Regions from separate parts of the Mus musculus genome. Here regions 1 and 2 are each linked to region 3. Evidence: chromatin contacts called from public Micro-C and promoter capture Hi-C data. All regions are on one chromosome and are shown on one strand. The core of a region is the stretch at or near the end of the contact, and the rest is flanking DNA. Distances in the headings are between cores, read along the strand shown. Region 1 overlaps Jag2 (jagged 2). Region 2 overlaps Brf1 (BRF1, RNA polymerase III transcription initiation factor 90 kDa subunit). Region 3 overlaps Cep170b (centrosomal protein 170B).

Region 1 (4,680 bases), core at 2,024-4,523, 170 kb before region 3:
CGCTCAGGTAGCCTGCTTCAGTGCGCTGCTCCCCACCCCCCCATGGGACAGTCCATCCTGGGGTCCCAGAATTTTGTTTTAAGGTGGATCAGTAGGGAGGGTGCTTCTGAGAGCCAGAGGCAGAAGGAGGAGGAGGAGGAGAGAATGGTGGCCCATGGGTGGTGTGGTGCCTGTGAATGTGGAAGGAAGCTTAGAGCATATGGCCCTCGTGACCCTTTGTGGGAGAGGAGCAGTGGTGCCAGCTTACAGGGTTCAAGCATCCTGCTTAGAGCTTCTGCCCAGCCTTCTCGTGGGGCCCTGGACAGTGTCCGCTCCGCCCCTGGCTCCTGCAGGGCTGGCAGCCTTCCTCTGCCTGGCTGCCCTGTTGCCCCTGAAGCTGCCTGGTAGGGCCCGCGTGGCACCCCTGGGGGACTGACGGGTAGCTGCTGCCGCCAGCTAACTCGGCTGCTCCCAAAGAGGAGCTGCTGATTGAGCGGGTGTCGCACGCTGGCATGATCAACCCCGAGGACCGCTGGAAGAGCCTGCACTTCAGCGGCCACGTGGCACACCTGGAGCTGCAGATCCGAGTACGCTGTGATGAGAACTACTACAGTGCCACCTGCAACAAGTTCTGCCGGCCCCGCAACGACTTCTTTGGCCACTATACCTGCGACCAGTACGGCAACAAGGCCTGCATGGATGGCTGGATGGGCAAAGAATGCAAAGAAGGTGAGGGGTCTGTCTCCCAGTGTGGGGCTGGGCACGGGCACCGGGCAGGGCTAGCATGGCTGGCTGCAGCTGTGCCTCTCTCTGCCCCTCTGTTCCAGCCGTGTGTAAACAAGGATGTAATTTGCTCCACGGGGGATGCACTGTGCCTGGGGAGTGCAGGTGAGCACCATGCCTGCCCTTCCCTTCCTCACCCGAGCTGCTGTAGAGCCTGCAGCAGCTGGGGCACCCTGCGGGCTTTAGTAGGCCACGAAGTAGGTGCTTCATGCCAGGTGCCCACCATGCAGGGAATCAGATGCTATAGAGTTGGAATGGAACCCTGCCCTTACAAAGCTTGTGGCCACGAAGAGGGCAGTGCTGTCCTGAGCATGTGGCATGTCCAGTGACATTTTCTCCATGGGACAGCTAGAAGGGGACAAGGGAAGGTGGCCAGGTAGTCACATCACCAAGAAGCAAAGGCTAAGGGGTATGTGTGTGCGTGCATGCTTGTGCAAGTGTGTGTGCATGCAAGCGTGTGTGTGTGTGTGTGTGTGTGTGTGTGTGTGTGTGTGTGTGGTATGCATACATATGAGCACTACATAAATGTGAGGAATCTGGTGCCCAGGTGAACACAGTAGGAAGTCACCGTGGCGTGCTAGTGGGAGAAACTGACATGATTCTGCAGAGAGAGGCTTAGGGGGAAGAGGAGCCCTATCAAGAGAGGCTGAGGAGAACCACACAGCGTGGCAGTGAGGAAGAAGAGAGCAATGGGCCAGTGGGGTGGAGGGGTGGGATGGACCTGCAGACGTTCTGAGGAATAGGAATTTGATGATGAGTTTGGTTTAGGAGGAGGGGGGTGCAGTCAAGCAGGAGCTGTAAACCTGCTAGCTTGAGCCACTAAACCATGGATTTGTGGTGGCTGAGGTAGGGATGATTGTCAGAGAGGCGGGCTAGTGTGTGCCAAGCAGGGCGCATTGGACAGGCCTGGCCTTAAGGCAGCACAGAGTCAGGTGGAGAGGAGGGGCTGGGAATGGCTTGGCCTGCAGCACTTGGAGGCATGTAGACAGACAGGTGAGGAGGACAGAGAGGGGATCCTGCAGCCCAGAGCAGAGTAGAAGCCATTGGGGCTCATGAAGGTGATGGAGGTGATGAGGCTAAGTTAGGGGTAGAGGATAGAGAGAGGCAAAGGTCGGCACCCTGGGATGTGTGAGTTGGGAACGTGGGGGCCCAGGGGGTTGGAGGGTGTAGGAAAAGAGTTAGAGATGAGCATCTTAGACTCAGGGGAGCCACAGCAGTAGGCCTGCCAAGGCCCTCCTGCCATCCTGGTTCTCACTGTCCCTGGGTGCCCTCTGAGCAGTGGGTATACCTCGTGTGTTTTCGGATGAGGACGATGGGGACGTGTACTGTTTGGTCGGGAGAGGCTGGCCAGGGAGTTGGGGAGTTGAGATGGGCTGGGGGAGGGGTTGTATAGTGGCATTAGTGATGTGTTCAGCAGCTAGGCTGGTCCCTGGGCAGAAAGAGATGGGTGTGCAGTGGAGACATCCCAGGTGCCACTTGCACACAGTGTGGTTTCAGACAGTCTTGGCAGGACTCAAGGCAGTGCAAGGAGCACCTGTCTCAGGATGGGCTGGCTTCTTACTCCAGGAGCCACATCCAAGGAGGGAGATGGGGGGTGGGACAGGCAGCAGAAATCGTCCATCCACACAGCCCTCTGCCCCAGTGCAGTCTTTCACAGCCCGGCTCTGAGCAGTGTGCTGGAGTTGGGCGTGGGTTCTGGGCAGATGTGCCCCACTGGTGGTAAACACAGGAGCCTACTCTTAACCCCACACTCACTCTGTAGCCCAAGGTATATTACGGTATCTTGGCGGCTATACCAGCAGCATCCCAAAGTGGTCAGTGCTGGAGGGAGATGAAAGATGAGGCAACGTCCCTCCGTCCCTCCGTGCAGAAAGGCTGTGGGTAGCACACAGGCAGGAGCCCTGGGGAGGAAAGCAAGGGTAGGGGGTGGTAGGTGAGTGCCACCCTCTCCCTGGGCCAGAGGGTGAGGCCAAGTGGCCTCCTGCTGTCCAGAGCTCAGGTTTCAGCAGAGGACACCCCTCCCCAGCCGGATGCTACTGCGGAGATGGCCGTGCTTTCCTGCCACCCTCCCCAGGCCCTGGAACGGCTGGCAGGAAAGCCACAAGGTGGGGTCTGGTGTGGGATGGCCCGCCCAGGGTGGAGAACCTGCCCTTGGGGCTCACGGGGTCTGGGCTCAAAGCTAGCCTTGGTGTTCCCTGGTGAATGACCCAAGGCTAGTCCCAGCCCTCTCTGCCCCTCGACTCCCCGTATCACCTGGAGAGAAGACTCCCAAGTAGAGACAGGGGAGGCCTACTGTGGACCTGCCTTGGACGTTCCGGGCTGGACCCTGGAGCCAGCCTCAGTTTCCCTATGTGAGCCTGGGTGAGCCGGGCTGATAAGTGCCTGTGTGCGTGGCTCCAGGGCAGCTCAGGAAGGGCTGTGGTTTTTCCTTCTATAAAAATAACTCCTGTGGCGGGTGTCAGCGTGGAAGTGACGTGGCCTGCACGTCATTCCTGCCCCACAGGACCTTAGCCTTTAAGGAAGGGGCCCCCAGAGTCTTGTCCAGGGCCCAGAGGGCAGCCCTACTGGAGCCCTGTACTCTCGCACCTGCTGGTTCTGTGCTGGCCACCTACTTACATCCTGAGGGACTCCCCAGAGGCTACACTAGTCCCCAGTGTGGTCAGAGCCAGGTCGTAAGATTACGGCCTCTGACGAGGTCTTCGGGTCTATGTGTTGGGTTCAGCCCCACTCAGTGTGGCGCTCCCATAGGGCTGGCTGGGCAGCCACTGGGTTGGACTGTCCTAGGAGTCAGAGAAACCTCTGCCCTTGAGTAGCAGTGAGGATATGGGCGGCACCCAAGGTCACAGAGCCCTTGGACCAGGGTAGCTAGGATCTCTCCTGATGCCTCTTCATCCCTCTCAGATCCCAGTTGCTGCTGTGTCCCAGCAGCACCTGGTGAGCAGCACCTGGCACTGTACCCCTGGGCCTCCCCCGGCTGGGCCTTCCTTCCAGGCGCCTGGCTCAGAGCTGAGTCCTAGAATAGCTCAGGGGGAGTGACGGGACAGCTGGGCTGACCATCTCGGCCAGTGGCCGGGAATGCCTGTGACAGCGAGACTGGCCGGCAGGCCGTAACCCCTGCTTGGTTCAGAGCTGTTCTCTGGGACCACCACCCAGTAGGGGTAGCCTGCACTTCTGTGCCTGCCTCCCATGCCCCTTCCTCATCTGCCCGGCTGATGGCCTCGTCGCTCGGTCCCCCAGGTGCAGCTACGGCTGGCAGGGCAAGTTCTGTGACGAGTGTGTCCCCTACCCTGGCTGCGTGCATGGCAGCTGTGTGGAGCCCTGGCACTGTGACTGTGAGACCAACTGGGGTGGCCTGCTCTGTGACAAAGGTAGAGAGATGGTGGGCAGTGGGCAGGGCCAGGCCTTAAGCTCTGACACTGGGCCCATCCCTGAGAGCCCTACCCTTGTGCCCAGACCTGAACTACTGTGGCAGCCACCACCCCTGTGTCAACGGGGGTACCTGCATCAATGCTGAGCCTGACCAATACCTCTGCGCCTGCCCAGATGGCTACTTGGGCAAGAACTGCGAGCGGGGTAGGTTGGAATGCTGTCTCTCGGGGAGCCTGGCTGAGGCCTTTCTTCACTGCCTTGTACAGTGGGCTGTACCCCTGTGAACTCTGGGTCTGGTGGGCTCGGGGAAGCGTGCTCAAGTTCAGTGGGCATCGCTCCACTCATGTTCTGGTTCTGCAGCTGAGCACGCCTGTGCCTCCAACCCGTGTGCCAATGGGGGCTCTTGCCACGAAGTGCCATCTGGCTTTGAATGCCACTGTCCGTCAGGATGGAACGGACCCACCTGTGCGCTCGGTGAGTGTCTGGGGGCTTCACAAGGTAGGAGTGGGTAGCACTTCGGGGTGTGGACAGAGTGGTTGAATCCGCTGC
Region 2 (4,549 bases), core at 130-2,629, 220 kb before region 3:
GAGGTATTAAGCAAGAGACATGTGGCAGTTATTTCTCTATACTAGGCAACCATAGTCTGGGGTCTGTGCCTTTAACTTCACATCAGCTTCCTGCAGGCAGGATGCTTCCTACCGTTCCCGGTGTCCATTCATTGTCTTGAACTGCCCGGAGCATCTTAGGCCTCAGCCTCCTGCTTAGGACGAGTCCTTGTGGCTACCCAGTAGCGTCTTAGTGAGGTTTATCAGCAGCACCCAGGAAGTGAGACCAGCAGGCCATGTACACCTGTGTGCAGCTTCCTGTTGATGTCTAGCACAGTCTGTGTGGAGTTCTGGCCCTGCCCCATCAGTTAGAATGAACCTTTAGTCCTCCTGCACAGAACCCTCTGCCAAGAAGCCTGCAAGCTGTCTCCTGGGCCTCTTCACGAGAAGGTCTACAGAGTGCCCTCGGTGCAGTTAACTCCGGCCTCCCTTCCCTGGATGCAGCCTTGCATGCAGACCACTTGGCTTTCAGATCAGGAGGTGGGGCCAGGCCTGAGGTGGTGAGTTGTGGGGGCCAGGCCTGAGGTGGTGAGTTGTGGGGGCCAGGCCTGAGGTGGTGAGTTGTGGGGGCCAGGCCTGAGGTGGTGAGTTGTGGGGGCCAGGCCTGAGGTGGTGAGTTGTGGGGGCCAGGCCTGAGGTGGTGAGTTGTGGGGCCAGGCCTGAGGTGGTGAGTTGTGGGGGCCAGGCCTGAGGTGGTGAGTTGTGGGGGCCAGGCCTGAGGTGGTGAGTTGTGGGGGCCAGGCCTGAGGTGGTGAGTTGTGGCGGCTGCAGATGAGTGGATGGTCAGACAGGTAGGAAGTGATTGTGACGGAAAGACTGCACGATGCTTTGGGATTGTGTATGGGGATATGGAACCAGGCTCAAAGGCCCTTCCCAGAAGTGAGATCACAACTGTGGTAGGGGAGAACAGTTTTAGTATGTTTGTACGTTTTTATACAGCAGGACTTGCCTGTGGCATGGAGAGAGTACAGGGTGAGGGGTGGGAGGTGGGAGCTCAGGAAAAAGAACCAAGTGCCCTGGGAGGAGAAGTGGGAGGAGGCCTGCTCCCCAGCTGTGCCTTGTCTGCCCAGGAGCCAGCAGGAGGAAAGGTCTGGAAAATGGAGCAAGGGCCGGGAAGGCTGGAGCGCTCTTGTAAGGTAGTTAGATGAGTTGCTCACTACCACGGATAGAGTTAGAACACAGGGGTGTAGGGAGGTGGACAGTGCTGAGTGAGGACAGTCCGTAGGAGATAGGTGAGTAGCAAAGTGTGTGTGTGTGTGTGTGTGTGTGTGTGTGTGTGTGTGTGTGTCCTGAAATGTGGGACCTGGGTTGGGGAGAGCCGGGTGTTGAGGAGGAAGGGCCCAGTAGGGGGCAGCCGTGAAATGGGCAGGATGCTTCTGAGCTGAGGTCATAGCCTTGTGTGTGTCTATGAGCAGCACTAGTGTGAAGCTCAAGGAGCACTGGGTCTGGATGACCCCACTGTGCATGCAATTAGTCCATCTCTGCCTGCTTTTTCTGACTGGGGTTATCACAACAGAATCCTCCTGCCTGGGGTCTTCTCAGAGTGCAGAGCAGTGCCTCAGATAGCCTCCTGGGAAAAACTAGTCCTTACCACACTGGACCTTAGAAGAGGGAATTAGGAAATGAGGGAATCCATTGGATCCTGGATTCTAGACTGAGACTCTGTGTGGTATGCACACTTGAGTGCTGAGCAGACAGGATAGCTTATATCTCCCAGCCTCCTCTGCCTTCTGTCTTCCTGCCAGGAGGAGGGAGGTGCAGGGGACACTACATGTATGGTACACTATCCAAGTGTCTTGCCAGCCCCCTAAACTGAGGAACCTAGTACTTCATGGTTGCCACCATCCTCTGCAAACTGAGGATCACTGGGGCAATACAGTAGCAGTCAGCAAGGTTCCTGTAAACCTAGACATGTGAGGCTTGGCAGAGCGTGTTTCTGTCTTTAGAGGGAACTGGGCCACAGAATGAGAAGTTGCAGCCGTGCAAGGCTGTGAGGCACTGTTCCCACTTGGAGCTGTTCCCTCCTGAGCTATTGTACCCATTGAGAAGCCTGTCCAGCCTGCCCTGGACCTGGGTTCTCTGATCAGGTGCTTTGTCCTCTGTACACTACTGAGCAGGAGTGGAACAAGCCCTGTGTGGGGTGGGGTTGGGGCACTCCTTTTATACATAGTTAGAAGGTGGAGACTGAGGTTTGGCCACATCCTTTGCCCAGATACCTGTCTAGGACCAGGGGATGGATACACCTTGACAGTGTGAGAGAATACATGGAATGGGCATGGATCTAGCTGGATATATCTTTGCCTCTGTAATACCTCTAGATGGTAGGTACCCTACAAGAAACTCCAGAGACCAGGGAAGCAGGGCCTCAATGGTGTTAGTGAGGAAGTGGAGTAGTGGGGTACGTGCATCTTAGGATACCTGTTAGACCCAGAATTTCTCTCTGGCCTCCCTTCTAAGAGGTGTAGAGCAGGAGTTAAGTAAAGGGAGACTGTTTGGTACCTCATGGAGATTGCTTCCTGCATGATGGATAGCCTGGGTTCTAATTGCTCTCTTCTCAGCATAGAGCAGTAGAGCTCTGGGTGCTCAAGTGTGCACACCAGACAGGGTCCCAATCTAAAACCAATGGACTCCCTCTTTCTCTCTTTCCCTTTTCCAAGGCCAACTCAGGAGCTGTGGACAATGGACTTTTAGGCAGTAGCTGGAACTGGGTCTAGGGTGGTTTCTTGGGAGTCCTTCCAGTCTAGTGAGCCAAGCCTGGGCCAGCCCCTGGAAGACCTTGACTTTAGTGAAGAGATCCATCAGCCCCTAAACCCTATGGATTGCTATAACCTTAATTTGCTGTAGGCCCCCAACCCTGCAGCCCCACAGCCCCCTCCTCTGGGCCTATGCCAGAATCCTACCTAAGTCAGTGTAGCGGGGAGTGTCTGACTTCCTTAGCCCAAGTCTTAGGGTGTAACCCAAATCTTGGGCCTCTCTTGGGCACAGAAGAAACTTTGTGCTCGCTGGGACAAAACACCTGCTTGGCTTTTCCCCACCCAGTCTAGCCCATTTCAGTGACTGCTGGGGTGGGAGGCACCAAGGAAGCCTCCGCACGCACCCCAGAGTGAGGGGTGGCTGTACCCAGGTGACATACGTACACAATACAGGTTAGTGTTGCATATGGCTATGGTGCTGTCTGTTGAGGGTGCCCCCACTTTCACCTGTTGGGGCTTCCTTCCTGTCCTATTCTCTGCACCTCCTGAAGCTTGTGTGGCCCTCTGCACCCGCATCTGCATCCTCCAAGGGTGCAGGGGCCCATCCATGGGCAACAAACAGGCTAACTCAAAAAAGCCCTGTATAGCCCTGCCTGGGAGCACCCTAGAGGAGGTAGCGTGCTCCCAAGTTCCTAGAAACCTGCTTATCCCTGTCAGTGCTGGGGTTTTCATATGACCTATAAGGTGGTGTGCCTTATCCCGGAGGCAAGCGAGCAGGAATCTAGTCACTCATGAGAGTGTACACTTAAAACAGTAGCTGCTTGAGCCTCCCCTGGTGGTCTAGGCCTAGATGGAGTTTAATATTCAGTACCATTGCTTTGTGAGTCAGACCAGAGCCCACAGCTAACAAGCTTTTTTTAGCTTATACTGCCCTGGACCACTAAACACTGGGGGTGGGGTGGGCGTGGGGGTGACAGCTAGGCAGAAATGGGGAAGGCACAGTGAAATGAAGAAGGCAGACCCTGGCACTGAACCTCAGAGGTACAGGACTTACTGATACATCAGTTATTTGCAGTGAATTGATGTGATTGGCCACAAGCCTGGGCTTGCACCCTCTGGTGGCTGTGTGCAGTACTACTTTCTGAAGGCCCTTCACTCTTAACAGTCAGCACAGATCAAGGGTGCGGTCACTGCTTGGGCAGTGCAGCAGACTGGCCCCATCACTGCCTCACCCCTACCCTGCAGTCCCATAAATAGGGGGTACCCCGAACCAGCCAAGCTTAGTGGGAGGACTGGCGAAGATATGAGCTAGCACACAGCTCCCAGAGCAACAACACATGTTCAAGGCTTTTTTTTGTCCTCAGGTTGTTGCCCTACAGTCAGCACCCTCCAACACAGTGGTTTTCAACCTGTGGACAGAACTTTGGGGGTGAGACGACCCTTTCACAAGGGTCACCTGAGACCATCGGCAAATACAGATATTCATGATTCATAATTATAAAATTTACATAATTACAAAGTTACAACTATGTAGTATCAATGACTATAATGTCTGTCTGGGGGTCACCACAACATGAGAAATTGTATTAAAGGGTTGCAGCATGGGGAAGGTTGAGACCCAGTTCTCTAACCCTTATCTCTACCCTGTCACAGGACTCAGCCACTCTGCAAAAAGTACCCTTGCCTCTTAGGGGACATTGAGGTATCAAGTCAGCTTTAGGTACAATGGTTGGGGGGGGGGTGTCTCCATTCAGTGGAGAGTAAGCTCTGCAGATAAGGATCTCCAGCCCATTGTGGGTTTTAGGAAGGATTCTTGGATAGGGGGCTAAGCCCCCAAC
Region 3 (4,975 bases), core at 74-2,573:
ATGACTGGAGGAAGAGATCAAAGAGTCCAGTTGAGAATCTGGCTATAAGCCTCTGAGGTCGCCCTTGCCTGCCCTAGGTCTGGGCCACACCTACCTTCTAACTGCTTCTGTACGCGTCGAAGTTCCTTCAGGATGGAGCTGATTTCCTGGGAGGACAGAGAGGAGGAAGGTTGGAGGGCAAGAGTAGGAACATGCAGGGCCCCCAGGGCCTCCTGGTGGACTTGGATTAAGGATGTGGCTCAGACCAGCTCAGCAACGCCCACTGGCTGGGAGCCAGGCCGGAGGATGGGGGTCCAGGCCCGAGGGTAGAGGTCCAGGCCCGAGGATGGGGGTCCTGGCCCGAGGATGGGGGTCCAGGCCCGAGGATGGGGGGCCAGGCTCAAGGATGAGGGTCCAGGCCCGAGGATGGGGGGCCAGGCCCAAGGATGGGGGGCCAGGCCCAAGGATGGGGGGCCAGGCCCGAGGATGGGGGGCCAGGCTCAAGGATGGGGTCTCTGTCTCTCACCTTGTTGGATGTCTTCAGGATGGGTACTTCATTCTCAGAGTTGATTCTGGCCTCTAAGTCCTCCCAGGCCCGGCCTGTATTCTGGAAGAGGACCCTGAGAGGGGAGCAGGGACAAGGGCAGTGACAGAGAACACAGAACAGCTGCTCCCCTGATATTCTCTGGCCATAGTAGAGCTGATTCAAGAGGGAAACTGACACCCGGAGCAGGAGTGTGGCTAGCTACCTCATGCTCAGATGGGAACAGCTCAGATAGGGCCAGAGAGAGAGAGGAAGCAATGGGGCCCCGACCCCAGGGAGCAGTGAAGACACACAGAGACTGGCTACCCACATGTGACCTATCAGGCTGCATACTATTGCTAGATGCAGCACACGTGACCTGTTGGCACCCAGGGACTACCCGCTTACTTCATCTTCTCAGCAAGATGCTCCGTGTTTTCACGAATGGCATGTGACAGCTGGGACACCGGGTTTAGCATCAGATTATCAAAGATCACCTGGAAGGACCTGGGCATTAGTATGGCCGGGGCCCTCCCCTCTCCACCCAGCTAGCTGGCCTCCATCCAGACACTAAGACACGCCCCAACCCGCAGCTACGCAATGTCAGAGGGGCACCGTGCCTCCTCACGGTTCCGAGGCCTCGTCTTGTTGGTCAGAGCATCGTCTCGGCTGTCATTCATGTTCTGGTCCAAGTTGTGAGAGTTCATAGAGCCAGGCGGCACTTTCTGGAAGTTCAGGCTGGCCTCTGGTATACGCTGTACCAGCTGCAGAGAACAGAGCATTGGCTCGGCTGATGCAGAGGAACCACTAGGGGGTGCAGTGAGCCCCTGCACTGCTTCAGTCAGAGAAGAGATAAAACAGGACGTGACAGGCCTGGGCCCGTCTGCATCTGCTCCGGATCCCTCCCAACGCCCACTCCCTTGGAAGGACAAGTTTCCACAGCACAAGCTCTCGGGATTCTGTAAGGATTCTTATTACAGCCCTCACACCAAGAAGCACATGGTGGATTTGACCCTGGCAGATGAGCATGTGCCCTTGAGAGGCCTGAACTCACCTCTTCCCGGGCTGAGATGGTTGAGGCAGGGGTGTTGGGCACATTCCCGAGAGATGGGCTGCGAGTGGGGCCTGGGGAGCCCAGTGAGTCCCCGTCTCCAGCCACATCATGGATCTCCCTGGCCAGGATGGCCACATCCTTCACTAGTGTCTGGCTTAGCCTGCAGCCAACAGGAAAAAACAAGTTCTGCTAGTGGTCCTCTTGGGAGAGCCCCAGTGCACAGAGGAGGGCGGTGAGGACCCACAAGCATCCTGTGCAGAGTCAGGTCCAACTCCACTGCCTGAGGCTGTGCTGGGTAAAGGCCTGGGCCTGAGGTACATGGCCTGCCCGAGCTGGGCCTGGGGTGTGTGGGGGTCTGACAGAAGCGTAGGGTCCCCAGACGTTCTCCTCTTCCTGCACACCAGAGCTAGTCACTGGCCATCAGGCCCTCCCAGAATGGATGTAACGTAGCCTCAGAGTGCATGGGCACCACCTTGGTGAGCAAGGAAACAGAGGCACGGGAGGAGTGAATAGGGGCTCCTGAGTCCAAAGGTCAGAGTTGTAGAGGGACCTTGTGGCTCTTCCAGTATGGCTGAGAGCTAAGTTCTGATCACACCATGGGGGAGCACACATCTGACAAGGGTCCTGGGGCTTGTCCCAGTGAGGCACCTGGGCAGCCAGGAGACAGACGACAAAGTAGGCAGCAGCAATTCCCTGGGCTTGCTGCTTTGAGGACACCAGTCTAACTAGGTTCCTGGACACATGGCCAGCCCCGTCTTTAGGGAGGTCCCTGAAGGGCCCACATCCTCTCTCTTGCCTTCACAGTTCTTCAGGCTCATTACCACCATGATCCACACACTTGAACCCTCAGCTCCAGACTTAGGGTATCCTACGACTCTCCTCTTGGGTCTACGTAGGACCTGCATCCTAGGCCTTTGCCATACCTGCCTCTCTCCAAAAGCTTCGTCATGGTTCCCCAGATGGGTGACCCAGGCTTCTCATGGTTCTGACATCAAGAGAGCACAGAAGCAGGTCCCCCTGACTCTAGGTGACACCAAACCTCCAAATGTTCCCACTTCTTCCTGTGCTGCTTCTCTTGGGGCCTCTTTCTACAGGGAAACTGCAGCAGTCTCCTGGGCCCACCAGGAAGGCACACCAGAGCTTGAGAAGCCCACACGGGCCACACCTCTTCCTGCTCCTTCTTATACTGAGACCTGAGGAGCCTTTGTCCCTTTGGGTCTCACTCAAGGGCCATACATCCTCCCGTACACCCCGCCTGCCTCTCAGGAGGACCCTCTTTGTCAACCCATCTCTCTTACCCTGTCCTCTATGTGACCTCATTCTACCACGGCCTCAGCTTCTGCCTGTGAGGTTACAGTAACTGTGCCCCCATCCACACATGGGCCACTCATGAGGGCCATCTGTTTCTGGTCACCTTCTCAGTGTCTCAAGAGCTCTCAAGAACAGCAACCTCAACAAAATTCCTGAGGTCCACCTTGTTCCTAGGGGACATCTCTACAAGCTTTCCAGTGCCTGGGCACCAGGACACTGGCCATAGCCAGCTAGATCCATCTCCACACACCCTTTCCCAGAACACATCCCAAAGAATGGCCTCATGAGGAAGTTTATTTGGAATAAACTGTGGTCACACTAGCTCCTTGAACCCAAAGTTCCCCGCCCTCCTAGAGAGACACCCACCGGTCCACCTATCCATCCACCCATCCATCCAAATATCTACTCATCAACTGAGCCATCGCCTAGTGACTAATCCATCCATCCACATACCCACTCATTTATTCATTTATACACCTCTTTGTTGTTGCTGTTATTGATTTTGAGACAGGATTTCTCTGCGTAGCCCTGGCTGTTCTAGAACGAACTCACTCTGTAGACAAGGCTGGCCTCAAACTCACAGAGATCTGCCTGCCTCTCCCTCCCAAGTGCTGAGATTAAAGGCATGGCACCAGGGGGTCTCATCCACCCACCCACCCACTCACATAGCCACCACCCACCAAATAATCTCTAAATCTACTCAGGGTCAGAAGCCCAGCCTAGCCCTGGCCCTTAGGCTGCTCTCAGCCAAGGGAGGGGGCCTCTGGCCTGGCCCTGACTGGTCACTCACCTAGCAATCTCTGCGATCTCTGCTGTCTGCACGATGAAGCCGTAGGGGTCAGGCTCTTCCTCGTCATCATCTGTGTCTCGGGGGCCCTGGGAGCGAGCCCGGGTAGAGCTGCTGCCCCTTGGGGTCTGTGTGGCTGTTGAGGCATGGGAGCGTGTGTGTTTAGGGGAGCTGTGGTGGGACCCATACTCCTCCTCGGAGGTGGACGTGTAATCCGAACCCTGCTGCCGACGCCTCGTGTCTTGAGTGAGTGGTTTGGATTCAGAAGCGAGAACAGAACAGAGAACACTCAGTGCCTCGGTAGCCTCAGGGTCCCTCAGGATGAGGGCCCCGTGCTGCAGGACAGGTGCATCACAGCTGTCCTCAGAAGCCCCTAGCAGAAGCACCCCCAGCCCAAAGGACATGCAGGGCCAGGGACTGGGCACTCCTGGGGTCAGTGCAGCATCCAGGGGGCAGGGAAGGGGCAGAGTGGTAACCGGCTGTGCCCGATGAGATGAGAGCATCTCTCTGGGCACCAGGAAAGGATGCTGGGCAGATAATGAGGTAAGCCACACACAGGGACCAGATATGGCACCACAAAGCTGGCTCACACAGGTGAGTGAGGTCAGACCATTGCCAGTCCAAGCCAGGTTCCCACAGCCTTCATCAGACCTACATCCTTAGGTATGGCTGCCTGGGTAGAATCTTAGATTCCTTGCTTAGAGCTGTTTTGAGTCCCAACCAGCATCAACAGCAAATGCACTTTGGATGAGGGCTGGACGGGGCCTGCATGCTCAGCAGTGCTGGCAGGTGAGGGACAAGCAATTTCTGCCAAGCAGACATCCCCACCCAGTGGTCCCAGCAGGCAGGAGGTCTATGTGAAGATGCTGGGAGGTAGGGGGGTAAGTGGGATCAGCTGGGGACAGCAAGGGCAAGTAGTGGGGCTGCGGCACCTTGGCTCAAACCAATCCACTCAATCCTCGGGCACAGCACAGCTCCCTTGATGTGGTGGGACAGAGGCTAGATGGACAGGTCACCATCCACTCCAGAAATGGGGCCAGCTCTGACAGCTCAGATAGTGTGTCTCTTCTTACTGTACACACGTAACTCAGGGGATGGGGCAGAGGTCTGTTCATGTAGACTGACAGTCCTCTCAGGCCAGGGCTCTGTGGCCATTCAAGGGTTTGATAGGGGCTCTCATTAGATAGACACCCTTCACTGGGGCTTCAGCACAGAGGACAGGCGCCAGAGAACTTTGGGACAGCCTTCTTTGAGTCCTCAGATGGGCAGGTTGGGCCCCTAGCCTGGGGACACCAAGAATGACAGAGCCAACCTTAAGGCC

What was found. A called contact is a pair of places that touch in the nucleus more often than the background predicts. Capture Hi-C pulls out chosen DNA fragments and counts their contacts.
Region 1: a promoter capture Hi-C map of adipose tissue shows a contact between it and region 3. The contact joins two enhancer-like sites. A contact is called at or near these places in 3 of 39 promoter capture datasets (the SN4741 cell line, hippocampal neurons and macrophages), 2 of 484 Hi-C or Micro-C datasets (the AML12 cell line and centroblasts), 2 of 115 datasets of contacts at active chromatin or transcription factors (T-cell acute lymphoblastic leukemia and pancreatic cancer cells) and 4 of 9 other capture datasets (adipose tissue, embryonic stem cells, liver and 1 more).
Region 2: a Micro-C map of palatal mesenchyme shows a contact between it and region 3, with 3 times the contacts expected there. The contact joins two enhancer-like sites. A contact is called at or near these places in 1 of 15 datasets of contacts at CTCF or cohesin (embryonic stem cells), 17 of 484 Hi-C or Micro-C datasets (the 63-12 cell line, B cells, ECoMG myeloid progenitors and 11 more), 10 of 115 datasets of contacts at active chromatin or transcription factors (bone marrow-derived dendritic cells, bone marrow-derived macrophages, craniofacial prominence and 5 more) and 4 of 9 other capture datasets (adipose tissue, embryonic stem cells, liver and 1 more).

Annotation. Positions count from the first base shown.
Region 1 is chr12:112,916,259-112,920,938 of GRCm38.p6, reverse strand. It overlaps Jag2 (jagged 2), which reads left to right. Exons shown (of 26, transcript NM_010588.2): 4 at 457-708; 5 at 807-867; 6 at 4,000-4,130; 7 at 4,216-4,335; 8 at 4,492-4,605. It overlaps Mir6941 (microRNA 6941), which reads left to right and starts at 398; the gene lies at 398-456. Within about 2 kb of position 3,273, at least 47 of the 459 cell types and tissues checked have an H3K27ac peak or open chromatin away from gene starts, as enhancers often do. A contact at or near this core is called in adipose tissue, where this site is marked.
Region 2 is chr12:112,955,316-112,959,864 of GRCm38.p6, reverse strand. It overlaps Brf1 (BRF1, RNA polymerase III transcription initiation factor 90 kDa subunit), which reads left to right. Exons shown (of 18, transcript NM_028193.3): 18 at 1-3. Among named protein-coding and RNA genes, the nearest start is that of Gm26583, 3.3 kb to the right of the region's middle. Within about 2 kb of position 1,379, at least 67 of the 459 cell types and tissues checked have an H3K27ac peak or open chromatin away from gene starts, as enhancers often do. A contact at or near this core is called in B cells, muscle stem cells, palatal mesenchyme and 1 more, where this site is marked.
Region 3 is chr12:112,739,694-112,744,668 of GRCm38.p6, reverse strand. It overlaps Cep170b (centrosomal protein 170B), which reads right to left. Exons shown (of 19, transcript NM_001024602.3): 13 at 3,658-3,895; 14 at 1,557-1,716; 15 at 1,123-1,266; 16 at 911-999; 17 at 506-599; 18 at 95-146; 19 at 1-4. Among named protein-coding and RNA genes, the nearest start is that of Mir6940, 8.9 kb to the right of the region's middle. Within about 2 kb of position 1,323, at least 128 of the 459 cell types and tissues checked have an H3K27ac peak or open chromatin away from gene starts, as enhancers often do. A contact at or near this core is called in B cells, adipose tissue, muscle stem cells and 2 more, where this site is marked.